2 separate regions of the Hordeum vulgare genome follow, and region 2 is linked to region 1. The links are chromatin contacts, called in public Hi-C maps. All regions are on one chromosome and are shown on one strand. Each heading gives the region's core, a stretch centred on a gene start, on an enhancer-like site or on the middle of the called end of the contact. The rest is flanking DNA. Distances are from core to core; before and after follow the strand shown. Region 1 has its middle 44 kb from the start of LOC123402161. Region 2 holds the start of LOC123401101 (4-hydroxyphenylpyruvate dioxygenase).

What was found. Hi-C and Micro-C count contacts between places; a contact is called where the count stands out from the background.
Region 2: a contact with region 1 is called in a Hi-C map of seedling, with 3 times the contacts expected there. The contact joins the promoter of LOC123401101 here to the enhancer-like site in region 1. A contact is called at or near these places in 2 of 6 Hi-C or Micro-C datasets (leaf and seedling) and 1 of 1 datasets of contacts at active chromatin or transcription factors (embryo).

The regions. Positions count from the first base shown.
Region 1 is chr6H:106,944,299-106,949,889 of MorexV3_pseudomolecules_assembly, forward strand. No RefSeq gene overlaps it. Among protein-coding and RNA genes, the nearest start is that of LOC123402161, 44 kb to the right of the region's middle. Within about 2 kb of position 1,448, at least 3 of the 3 cell types and tissues checked have open chromatin away from gene starts, as enhancers often do. A contact at or near this core is called in leaf and seedling, where this site is marked.
Region 2 is chr6H:107,272,273-107,277,835 of MorexV3_pseudomolecules_assembly, forward strand. LOC123401101 (4-hydroxyphenylpyruvate dioxygenase) reads right to left here and starts at 2,537. Exons shown (of 2, transcript XM_045094823.1): 1 at 1,373-2,537; 2 at 536-961. The coding sequence starts at 2,490. The coding sequence ends at 775.

The DNA.
Region 1 (5,591 bases), core at 198-2,697:
TTCATGTATTTCAGATTTTTTATTTTATATGATTAAAAAATATTCATGACAATTCAGAACATGTAATGTTTGTTGCATTTTTATTAAAAAATGTGCAATGGAAAAAATGTTTTGATGATTTTTCGAAAAATGTTTACTGTGTATTCAAAATAAGGTTTAATTCAGGAAAGTTGTACTTCCTCCACAAATAAATATAAGAGTGTTTAGATCACTATTTTAATGATCTAAATGCTCTTACATTTATTTATAGAGGGAGTACATGATAACTTGATTCACGCACACCGATGGTAGGACTCATGCATAGATTTTATTTCTTTACTAAAAGAGGTCGTTTTTAGATGCAGCAAGTAAATTTTTTTAGTTGTGCGCGTACTAAGTAATACCCCTTTATAAATAAATATAAGATTTTTTATTTATAGATGACTAAAGTAAGTAAGTATGGATGTCAAGGGAAGCTAGAATTAATTTAAAACATGGAAGTAAGAATTTAAAAAAGTCACGATCAACCAAGAAAAGATGCTCGACGCACACAAGCACGCGAAACATCACCATCGGGACAGAGATACACACTTGGGTTCTTCTTGTTATAGAAACTTCGAAAGTCGGTGACCGGCGAGAGCCGCCATGGTATGGAAAAGAAGCATGAATCAAGAAGATGACCTTGTTCTGTTTAGCTGACTCTCGACCAGGAGTAATATATGGGAGGCATGCGTCAAATGGGAACCCTATTTAGTGCCATAGGCGCCCGTTAAAAACAAATTTTGCAAACCGGCGCCTGCAGCGCTCCGCCATCGGCTCGTCCATTTAGAGATCCGATTTGTGTTTTATCCCGTGAACCTTTGACTAAATTGATGAACTTTTTTAAAAATCGGTGAACTTTATTTTAAATCGATGAACATAATTTAAAATTCGTGTGCTTTTATCAAAATCAATGAACTCTTTTTAAAAATTGATGAACTGTTTAAAATTAATGGTTTTTCCGAATTCTGTGAAGTTTTGAAAATGCATAAACATGCTTGAAAAATAGTGGACTTTGTTTTAATCATTCAACGTTTTTCGTCAATCTGATTTAAAAAAACACTTTTTCGATTTTTAAAGACCAACATATTCTACATGGGCCGGCCTACGAAAAGGAGTGTTGCAGGCGCCGGTTTGCCTTCAGCGCCGTATAGGACCTCCCTTGCGTCAAAGGACACAACGCTCATCCTCGACAAAGTTGCGTGAGAAAGTTGGGCCGAGAGCGAATGTGGGCTGACGGCAGCATGAAAAGCCGTCGGAAAATATATGTCGGCACGATCATCCTCCTCACCCATGTCTGCTTTAGAAAAACACAGTACAGTATATAAATTCGTGGTGAGGAACAATGGCGCTCGTCCCGTGCCCTCGCGGACTCCCGGACGCATGCTGCCGCCATGAAACCACGGATTAACGGTCCGTCTGTCTAGAGCCAACGGGTGGCAGGTCGAGAGGGTTTGTTCACAGAGGTCGATGCATTACCAACGGCGTACCTCGGGCAGCGTAGATGCGTCCTGCCGCACGCGATCGGTCCGTGCACGACCGACCGACCGATTTGTTTGAACATTTCGCCACGGCAAGCCAGGTAACTCTTCGTTGATGCAAGCGACAGTTATACCGTCCATCACTTGACGACGAGCCTGAGCCACACGTACGCCAACGAGTAATAAACAAACGAAACTAGTAGAGCTCACGAATTCCAGCCGGTCTGATAATGACCACGATGGACGACCTGCGTGCTGCTAGTCAGAAAAGAACACCGAATACGCGTGGAATGAGGCTTTCACTCTTGGGATCATATCAACGGAAGCGACCCGTCGTATCTATTCAAAGATCGTATTGTAGTAGTACGTGGTTGATCTGCAGATCTGCACTGCGCTTGCTAGTAGCTTCACCGTTCCGCTCTCCTTTTCTCTCAAAAGGCCGAGCAGTCCAACCCATCCATTCGTCCGTCCTTGACTCTTCGGCGATGGCGAAAGAGCACGCCGGCGATGCCTCGAGAGTCGCGCGTCGCTCTCGGCCGGAGGAACCGCGAATATGTATCTGCTTGTACATGCCGTGGTACGGAAGGGGCGCGCCAAAGAAAGAATAAAGGTGATGTGCCCTTTTGCTACCGCTTGAAATGAGTGCTGGAAGCAGCTTTGGGGTGGCATTAGACGAACAAGATAAGCTTGTTTAGTGGATCTTCTTTCGGCAAAGCAAAGATGGCGCGCAGCTGGAGTCAAAGAGCAGGAGGATCTCGACATCTCGTTACCTGTTCTTGTTCGGATACATACCGGAGGCCGATGAAAGGCGAGAGGAAATGGAGTAACCTGAGGAGACGGAACGTGCTTGGCTTGCCCATGCATCGGAACAGCAAGATGGTGGGCGGGGAAGTGGTGATGTGCACGGCACACGTCTCGTGATTCCGGACTCCCTGTCTAGATAGATCACTGTGCTGTGATTGTCTGCTTCGTTTTGTCTTCGGTTTTATCGCCTCGGTCGAACGAACACGGCAGCATGCATCCATTGTACAGCTGCTCGTGGCGTACTTCTGGGTCGACAAGTATTGGTGCTGCACACGCGGCACGCAGTAACTGCGGCCTCCCTGCCGGTGATGGTGTGGTGTCGATATGCTCCAGCTAGACATCCATGCAGGAAAGCACGTACGTACCATACGTGTTACGGGTGCATGTGAAACATGGCGGCGTCGGCTGGCAGCTAACAGTATATTTTGTACAGGAAAATAGTGCTCCCTCCGTTTTTAAATATAAATCTTTTAAAAAAATTCATTAAAGAACTATTTACGGAAATAAGTGAATCTATATTTTAAAAATATGTCTACATACATTTATATATTTTTTTAATATTTTTTTAAAAAAACTTATATTTAGGAACGGAGTAAGTATAGTACATGCATGAGACGCTTCCAGTGGTTGAGGAGTGCATTACATGCATGTGCCACCATGTCGGAAGAGGAACACATCCTCCATCTACTTAGATGTAGCAGCCGATCTGAATTCATTGATTGGTGTCCATGGGCAATGGCTACGGGGTAGAGATGAATTTAATCGATAAATGGCATGGTACGACTTGTCAGTAATCAGGTCTCAGTGAGCTTAATCAACTAGAGTAGCTATTGGGAGTGAGACAAACTCACAACCACCGACGTTTCAGCTGTTGTTGGCAGCACTTGTGTGAGTCTTTGAGACGTATTCCATCACCGGCTAAGAGCATCTCCAAAAGCCGCGCTTCGCGCCGCCCTCAAAAAATGTATTTACAGCGCGCGCCGGTTAGTTTAGCGCAGGGATAGGCGCTGGCTCCAACAGCCGCGCTATAATGCAGCGCACGCGTCGCTCCAGCAGTGTCCAAAAATGCAGCAGGCACAAACCACATATATACATTTCAAAAAATAAGAGAAAAACGATCAAACAAACAAAATAAATCAACAATAAATAGTTATTACAACTCAAACAAATAGTTTATCGTTCAGTACAACAAATAATGTAATAAACACAACCAATAGTTCATGAACAATACAATACAAATAATGCAATCAAATCATGCTCTTTGTCGTCCATGCCATGCCCACCACTCTTCAATCAGATCCTTCTGAAGATCATTGTGTGTTGCGGGACGCCGAATGGCATGATACGAGGCAACAAAACGGGCTACCCTTTCGGCCCTTCGTCGCACTCGCACGGGATGTCCCAAGAGCTCATACTGTGAGTAGTCTACATCTTGACCACGCTCATTCTCGATGATCATGTTGTGCATGATCACACAAGCGTGCATGATGTACCAAAGCATTTTTTGATCCCAAAATCTAGCCGGTCCTCTCACAATAGCAAATTGGGCTTGCAAAATCCCAAATGTTCTCTCCACATCTTTTCTAGCAGCCGCCTGAGCATTGTGAAAATCAAGATTTTTCTTACCTTCTGGCTTTTTCAACGGCTTCACGAAGGTTTGCCACTTTGGATAGATGCCATCCGCTAGATAATAGCCATAGTTGTACGTACGGCCATTTGCTACAAACTACACCGGTGGCAACTCACCATTCGCAATCTTATTTATCAGTGGTGACCGGTTGACAACATTGATGTCATTCAAAGATCCAGGCATTCCAAAGAATGCATACCAAATCCAAGTCTCATGATCGGTCACCACTTCAAGGATTATAGTGGAACCCTTTTTTTGGCCGTGGAATTGCCCTTGCCATGCCTTTGGACAATTCTTCCAACTCCAATGCATGCAATCTATTGAGCCAAGCATGCCAGGAAAGCCGCGAGATTTGTTCATCGCCAATAGCCTTGCGGCGTCTTCAGCAGTGGGAGATCTCAAATAGTCCTCGCCAAACACTTGCATAATTCCCACTTCAAAGCGCTTGACACACATGATGGCTTGGCTCTCACCCATAGCCAAGTGATCATCAACTAAATCAGCCGGGATACCGTATGCCAACATACGCAAAGCGGCTGTCACCTTCAGAAAGGTGCTATGCCCGAGCTCTCCGACGGCATTCCTCCTTTGCTGGAAAAACAGGTCATGGCTCGCTAGTTTCTCTGTAATGCGTTTGAACAAGTCTGTGCTCATCCTAAACCGGCAACGAAAATACGACTCCGGGTATGTGGGATTCTCCACGAAATAGTTCTTCATCAATCTGTTATGGGCATCAATCCTATCTCTCCAAAAAATTTCCCGACCCATAACCGAACCACCGTGCTTCGGTTTTTTATTGATATGCATAGCTATGATCATTGCAAGATCCTCCTCCTCTTCCATATCAAATTCTTCTTCGGAAGAATCATACGACGAACTCATCTACAATGTTCGATACTATACTATAAAAACTACAATTCAAAACATACACCAAATTCATAAGTTTGAAGCAATACATACCTTGTAGGCGTTTTGTCGAACACCTTGCGGACGCGGCGCGGCAGCGAGCGCTTAGGCGAGGCTCAGCCGGAATAGCAGGGGGTGGGGCGGAAGCGCGGCGGTGCGGGGAGGCCGGGGAAGCGCCTCAACGGTTGCCGGGGGGCGCGGGCGCCGCCGCAGCGGAGACAAGCCGGGGAAGCGCTTGAGTGGTCGCCGGCGGGCGCGGGCGGCGACGACGGCGCTGGGATAGGCGCGGTCGCGAGAGTGCAGAGCGAGCGCAAGAGAGAGCAGGAGCGAGCGCAGGAGAGAGCAGAAGCGAGCGAGGGAGAGTCGCGCGCGCGGGAGCCGGCGCAGCAAATAATGTGCGCGGGATTGCGTTTCGGCCAGCGCGCTGAATTGGAAATGGTGCGCGCGCCGTTTTTACGCGTCCGCTGGAGCAGCCGCAGCGTTGCACGCGCGATAAAAACTGCTTTTTTTGCGGCGCGACGCTTGTATAGCACATCTGTTGGAGATGCTCTAACCCATCCTCTTTGAAGACAATTTACACGGCAGTATTATTAATCGCGCACAGTCCTCTCCTCCATGTGATTATGTGAACCATGCATGAGACGGACATGGGAGTTCATGCCCGTGAAAGGTGTCCATTCTCCAGCTAGCCTTTGCTCGATCGGTGACCCGGTCCACATGCACATTGAAGGACTGCACGGTTCACTGGCCCA
Region 2 (5,563 bases), core at 1,287-3,786, 330 kb after region 1:
CAAGGGATTTCTCATCCTCCTTAATACTCCCTTTACATTTGTTTACAGAGGGAGCAGATCTCAACAGCCCGGAGAAGTTGCACCCGCCGGAGCTACCATTCTGGTACTCTTGCCCAATCTCGTCCTTCTCCAGGCACCCGATCCTCTGGATCATCTCCAACAACAAGGTTGGCCTGAACATAATATAATAGCTTGATGCAGTTAGATTTGGAATCACAGAGAGTAGATAAACATAGCAAAGATACTGTCTGAAGTCAGTAGGGCACTGAACCTCGAGTTGTTGAATTATAGCATAAATACTGGTGGTACTATCTGCTGAACCAAAATAGAATAAAATCAGATACCTTTCTATGCTAATATGAAAGTACACCATGCCACGGATTGTGAAGTTGGATTCTTTGGCCTGTTATACTATTCGAGGAGCTTTATTCCCCTTTTAAGTTGTCACAATCTTCATAGAGATGCATCATGACCTTCACTATCATATGGCTCGTATGACCAAAACCAAGATATGATACCTTACACACGCACCATGTGATGCAGAACTCAAAATCTGTTCTTTATTTTACTTGCAAGCAAGATTGTACAACAATGTCAACGCTACATTTTCTTCATGTGTGAGCCCCTCTACCATCCATTACACCCATCATACATAGGATACATCTGTCTTCAGCTTCACCAATTATAACATTGATATAATTGTGCGACGCATATTACAAACAACATTGTTTTCTTTTGCTCCATGAGACCATGATACAAGGACCAGCTTCTATCCTATGATCCCTGAACTGCAGCAGATTGCTTGGCTTCAAGGGACTTCTCGTAATCTTCAATGGACTTGAACAGCTCGGAGAAGTTGCCTTTGCCGAACCCGCCGCAGCCACCCTTCTGGTACTCTTCCCCTCTCTCGTCCTTCTCCATGCACCCGATCCTCTGGATCATCTCCAGGAACAAGGTCGGCCTGAACATAATAGCTGATGCAGTTAGATTTGGAAGCACGGGGAGTAGAGCAAAGATGCAGCTAGAATGTATTAGAGCACTGAACCTCACATTACTGAATTATAGCATAACTGATACTACCTCCTGAACCTAATCCTGTGCTAATCTATGGCGCGAATTGGGAATATACGTTGGCTTTCCTCTATGCACAGGGAACTTTATTCCCCTTTTAGTTCTGGCAATCTTCATAAAGGTGCATCATGCATTTGAACTAAAATACTTCCAATAGGATCATGGCACTCACTATCTTATGATTCAACTCTGTATCCTAACACCAACTTTCATACTCGTACTTTTCTGCAGCATCACACATGGATCATGTAATGTATAAGCCAAAATCAAAGTGGAGAAAGCTTGTGTCTTTAGTTTTTACCTGTCCCCTACTGGCTTGGTGAAGATTTGGAGCAACACCCCTTGGTCGTCCCTATCGACGAGCACACCCAGCTCCTGGCATTCCTTGATCTGCGCCTCCGAGAGGACATCCCCGGCAAGGCGTCGCACGCCTTCGTAGTACTTCGGCAGCGGGGGTGGCAGGAAGTCGAAGCCGCCCATGGCGGAGCGCGCACGCATCTTCCTGAGCGTCCTGAGCACGTCACTGCTGGCCACCGCGATGTGCTGCACGCCCGGGCCGCCGTGGTGTTCCAGGAACGTCTGTATCTGGCTCCGGCGCTTGGTGCCGTGCACCGGCTCGTTGAGCGGCAGCAGCACGCCCTCCGAGTTGTTGGCGAGCACCACCGAGTTGAGCCCGCTCTCGGTCGTGCCCACGTCCTCCGCCGTGAACTCGGCGAACTCGTGGAACCCCGTGAACCCGGCGATGTAGGCTGCGGCGGGGGCAAGCTCCGGGACGTTGCCGACGACGTGGTCGAACCGCGTCAGGCCGTAGTCCACGGCGTCCGGGTTGGTCACGCCCTCGAACCCCGGCAAGAAGGGCACGTCCGTGCCGTCCGGGTGGCTGACGAAGCGGAGCACGACGTCGCCGTAGAGCTCGACCTCCGCGAAGCCGAAGCCGCGGCCGAGGTCCACGGGGGCGAAGGCCGGGCGCGCGCCCCCGTCGACGCTGGCGCGGAAGGCCTCGGCGGCGTCTGCGACGCGCAGCGCTACGGAGCGCACCGCGATCCCGTGGTCGGCGGAGAACCGGCGCGCGGCGTCGGCGGAGAAGGAGGGCAGGGAGGCGGTGGCGGCGTCGCAGCCGTTGGCGTAGGGCGCGGTGAAGAGGAAGGCGAGGGAGCCCGAGCGGAGCAGCTGGGAGGCGTGCGCGGAGTTCCCCGTGGAGAGGTCGGACCTGGCGGCGAGCGGCGCGCCGAGCGCGAACGCGAAGCGGCCGGCGGCGGAGGCGGCGTCCGCGCACCAGAACTCGACGTGGTGGAAGGAGAGCGTGTGGAAGCGGTCGCTGCGCGGGTTGAAGCGGACCATTCGGTGCGGTCGCGCGTGCTCCGGCGTCACCGCGGCGGCGGCGCCGGTAGCCGCGGGGGTGGTGGGGGTGGGCGGCATGGTGTGCGTTCGCTTCTTGGTCGCGTGTGGTAGTGGCTCGGGGTTATCAGTTAGAGTACAGGAGAAGTGGGGGGTAATAAAGGGCGGACATGGCGCCACGTGGGCTCGGGGTTTAGTGGTGGCGGGTGCGATTTGTCTTTTGGCGTTTGGTGGTGTGGGGGCTCGAGCTAGTGTGATGGAGGGGATGGGTTTGCTGACTGGCCTAGGGTAACGTACAGCCAAGCACAGCTAGAAATGTTACTACTGTATTTCACAAACAAAAATACAGCTAGAAATATTATTTATTTCAAAAGGTAAGTACAGCTACAAATATAGCGAGGTCCATATTCTTTCCGTTGGTAGTGGTCCAAAAAATAAGTACAGGTAGAAATAAGCTGGGAGGACTCCCTCAGTCCGATAAAAAGTGTATATATATAAATATTTTAGAACAAATTGTAAAATGAAGTAAAAAAAATTCATTGAAAAGGTGCAAGCCATCATCTTTTTCCTTTTAAATTAGGGAAACGTTATAAATCATCCGGCGGATCGCACGCTGGCATCCGTCCTCTTCTTTACACGCCACGTGGCTCATGATCATCATCAGAAGTTTTTGCAACTAGCATGTTGTTGCAATTTCTCATCGCAACAACGGCTCTGTTGCAGGATCTGAATCCTTGAAATTAGATAGTACAACAACGCGACCCTTCTGCAGCATAATCTCAATTACAAAAAAAAATTGCAACGGAACTTCAGTTGCAAAAAGAAATTACAATACGATCTTTGTTGCAAAAAAATCTGCAACAAAACCGTAGTTGCAGAAAAACTACAACTGGGCCTAAGTTGCAAAAGTGAAGAAGTTGTTCTGTCGCTCGATCTGCAACAGATCTGACGGCTCGCGAGCTGACGGATATTTTATAAAATCCGTCGGCTGACGCGTAGCACGCCCCTTTAAATTAAGCAACCTCCAATGAGCTAAGTGCACGTATAAATTAAAGAGACTCTGTAGAATGTATTGGTCTTGATTACCGTGTGATGAGAGAGAATCATTTTTTTCTACTTTAAAATGTATTTGAAAAGATAAAAGTACACTTTTTATGTACTTTAAAATGTATTTGAAAAGATAAAAGTACACTTTTTTATGGACAAATTTTAAGGCTAAACGGATACTCTTCACCGGACGAAGGGAGTACGGGACTAGAGGAGGATCAGACCCGTCTGACAATTGAAAGGGGGCAGATGTCTATTGAAAGGGGGCAGATGTCTGAATACAACTATTTTTCGGTTTGAGACTAGATCGTACAAGAGAGGCGAGTCTAGAACATTAATGGAGTCATGATGTAGCACAAGTAACACTGATGGATGATATGAATAGCTTTGAACGGCAAGATAGTATAAGTGAAGATCACAATAATAGTCAATACAATGATGATAAATAATTGTTAAACATGATATACCAAATTCTCTCTCTAACTTTTCTCTTGCAAATAATATGTCAAATTTTTGATATTTTTTCTCAAGAATGCTACTCATTCAAGCTTTCCAATGTACATAAAATCACTCAATTCCAAGTTCGTATGAGGTGTCAAAAATTCAAAAATTGAATTGAAAAATAATGACAAATTGTGTTTGCGAACTTCGGAGGGCAAAAGGTACTATTTGGAAGCTGATTTGGAAGTGATAATAATGAACTAGCATAATGAACTATTTAGAAGCAGCTCGTTGATAGCTTGAATTTTAGTACTCATGGAGTCAAAACGGTCTTCGTATGAGGGAGATATGCCTATTTTACTAAATACCGCGTGTCGTTGGTATAAGCCTGACAGTAGATGTGTAGGGTACGTATGAGATGGACAGAGTCCTAGCTACGGCAAGGTTGTATGAGTTCAGGCCCCTCTGCGGTGGAGGTAACGACCCTACGTCTCAGTGCTCTCGGAGCTTGTTGTCGAGTGGAATATGGAATACAATGATTTTCTAACCCCTCTACCAGTGGGGGAGGGCGGCTTATATAGAGTGCGCTGCCCTCCACAACGGTTCCGGTACAGGGGTGGAGTAGTGGGGATTGAATGCGTACGTTACAGGTAACGTATGCTCTAAATGCTAATAAATGCACCCGGAAACGTACGGCCGTTTCCCTCCAGAAAGGTTACGATGTACCAAGTGTATCCAGTCGGTTAGCTTGGTATCCTCCGAATGCTAGTCTCCGACTGGATGATTGAGGACCTGTTACCGACTGGATGATGGGGACTCCTTAATTCAGACGGGACTGACTAAGGGCCCTGTCCTTTGTGAGGGGTAGTCCTTGGGTAGGACCTGCATGGCAGGCCTATGACCCTACCCTAGGACTATGACCCCATCATTAGTCCCCGAATGGATTGGGGTTGGAACGACGAAGCGATGCTTGAAGTTTGGATCCGACTGGATTAGATTTGGCTTGGGCGTTGCTTGCCTCGATCCATTTTATCTTTTCTGACCAACGATCCGAGTGGAAGCGCCCGCGAAACAGACTGTCGGAAGCCGAGTGCTTCCGCGGCATCTTTTGACGCGACTAGTCAACTCACAGCGGTGGATTTTCCGGGATCTCAAATTTCGGGTTCCGCGCGCTCAGCGGGGATGACGCCAGCGCACTCGAGTAGCGCCTGACGCCTCGATTCTCGCGCCTTCAACTCCTCCACTGATATCGCCGCGGCCGGTCGGGCGGATAAGGTTTCGGGGCCACCCGTCAGTGACCCAGTCGGAACCCTATTTAAATCTGGGCGGCGAGGCTTCTTCGTTACGCTCGCCGAATCTTTCGCTCTCGCCTGCTCCGTCTTCCTCGCCACCTCCAGTGCTCCTACACTCCTTCCTTCTCCTTCCTCCCGAGGGTTCGCCGTCGCCTCCATGACCAAAGGTCAGACCAGCAAGATGGAGGCGAGGAAGAAGAAGGGCAAGGCGGCGGCGCCTGCTCAGCGGCGGCAGCGGCCCCTGCCGGCGGGGTGGATTCAAGGTGATTTCCTCCCCTCCACGGTGACGGAGGGGGATCTGTTGCAGCTGGTGGAGCACGGAATGATCGTGCATAAGTCCTGGAGGCTGCCGGCGGAGAATGAGGTCGAGCCGG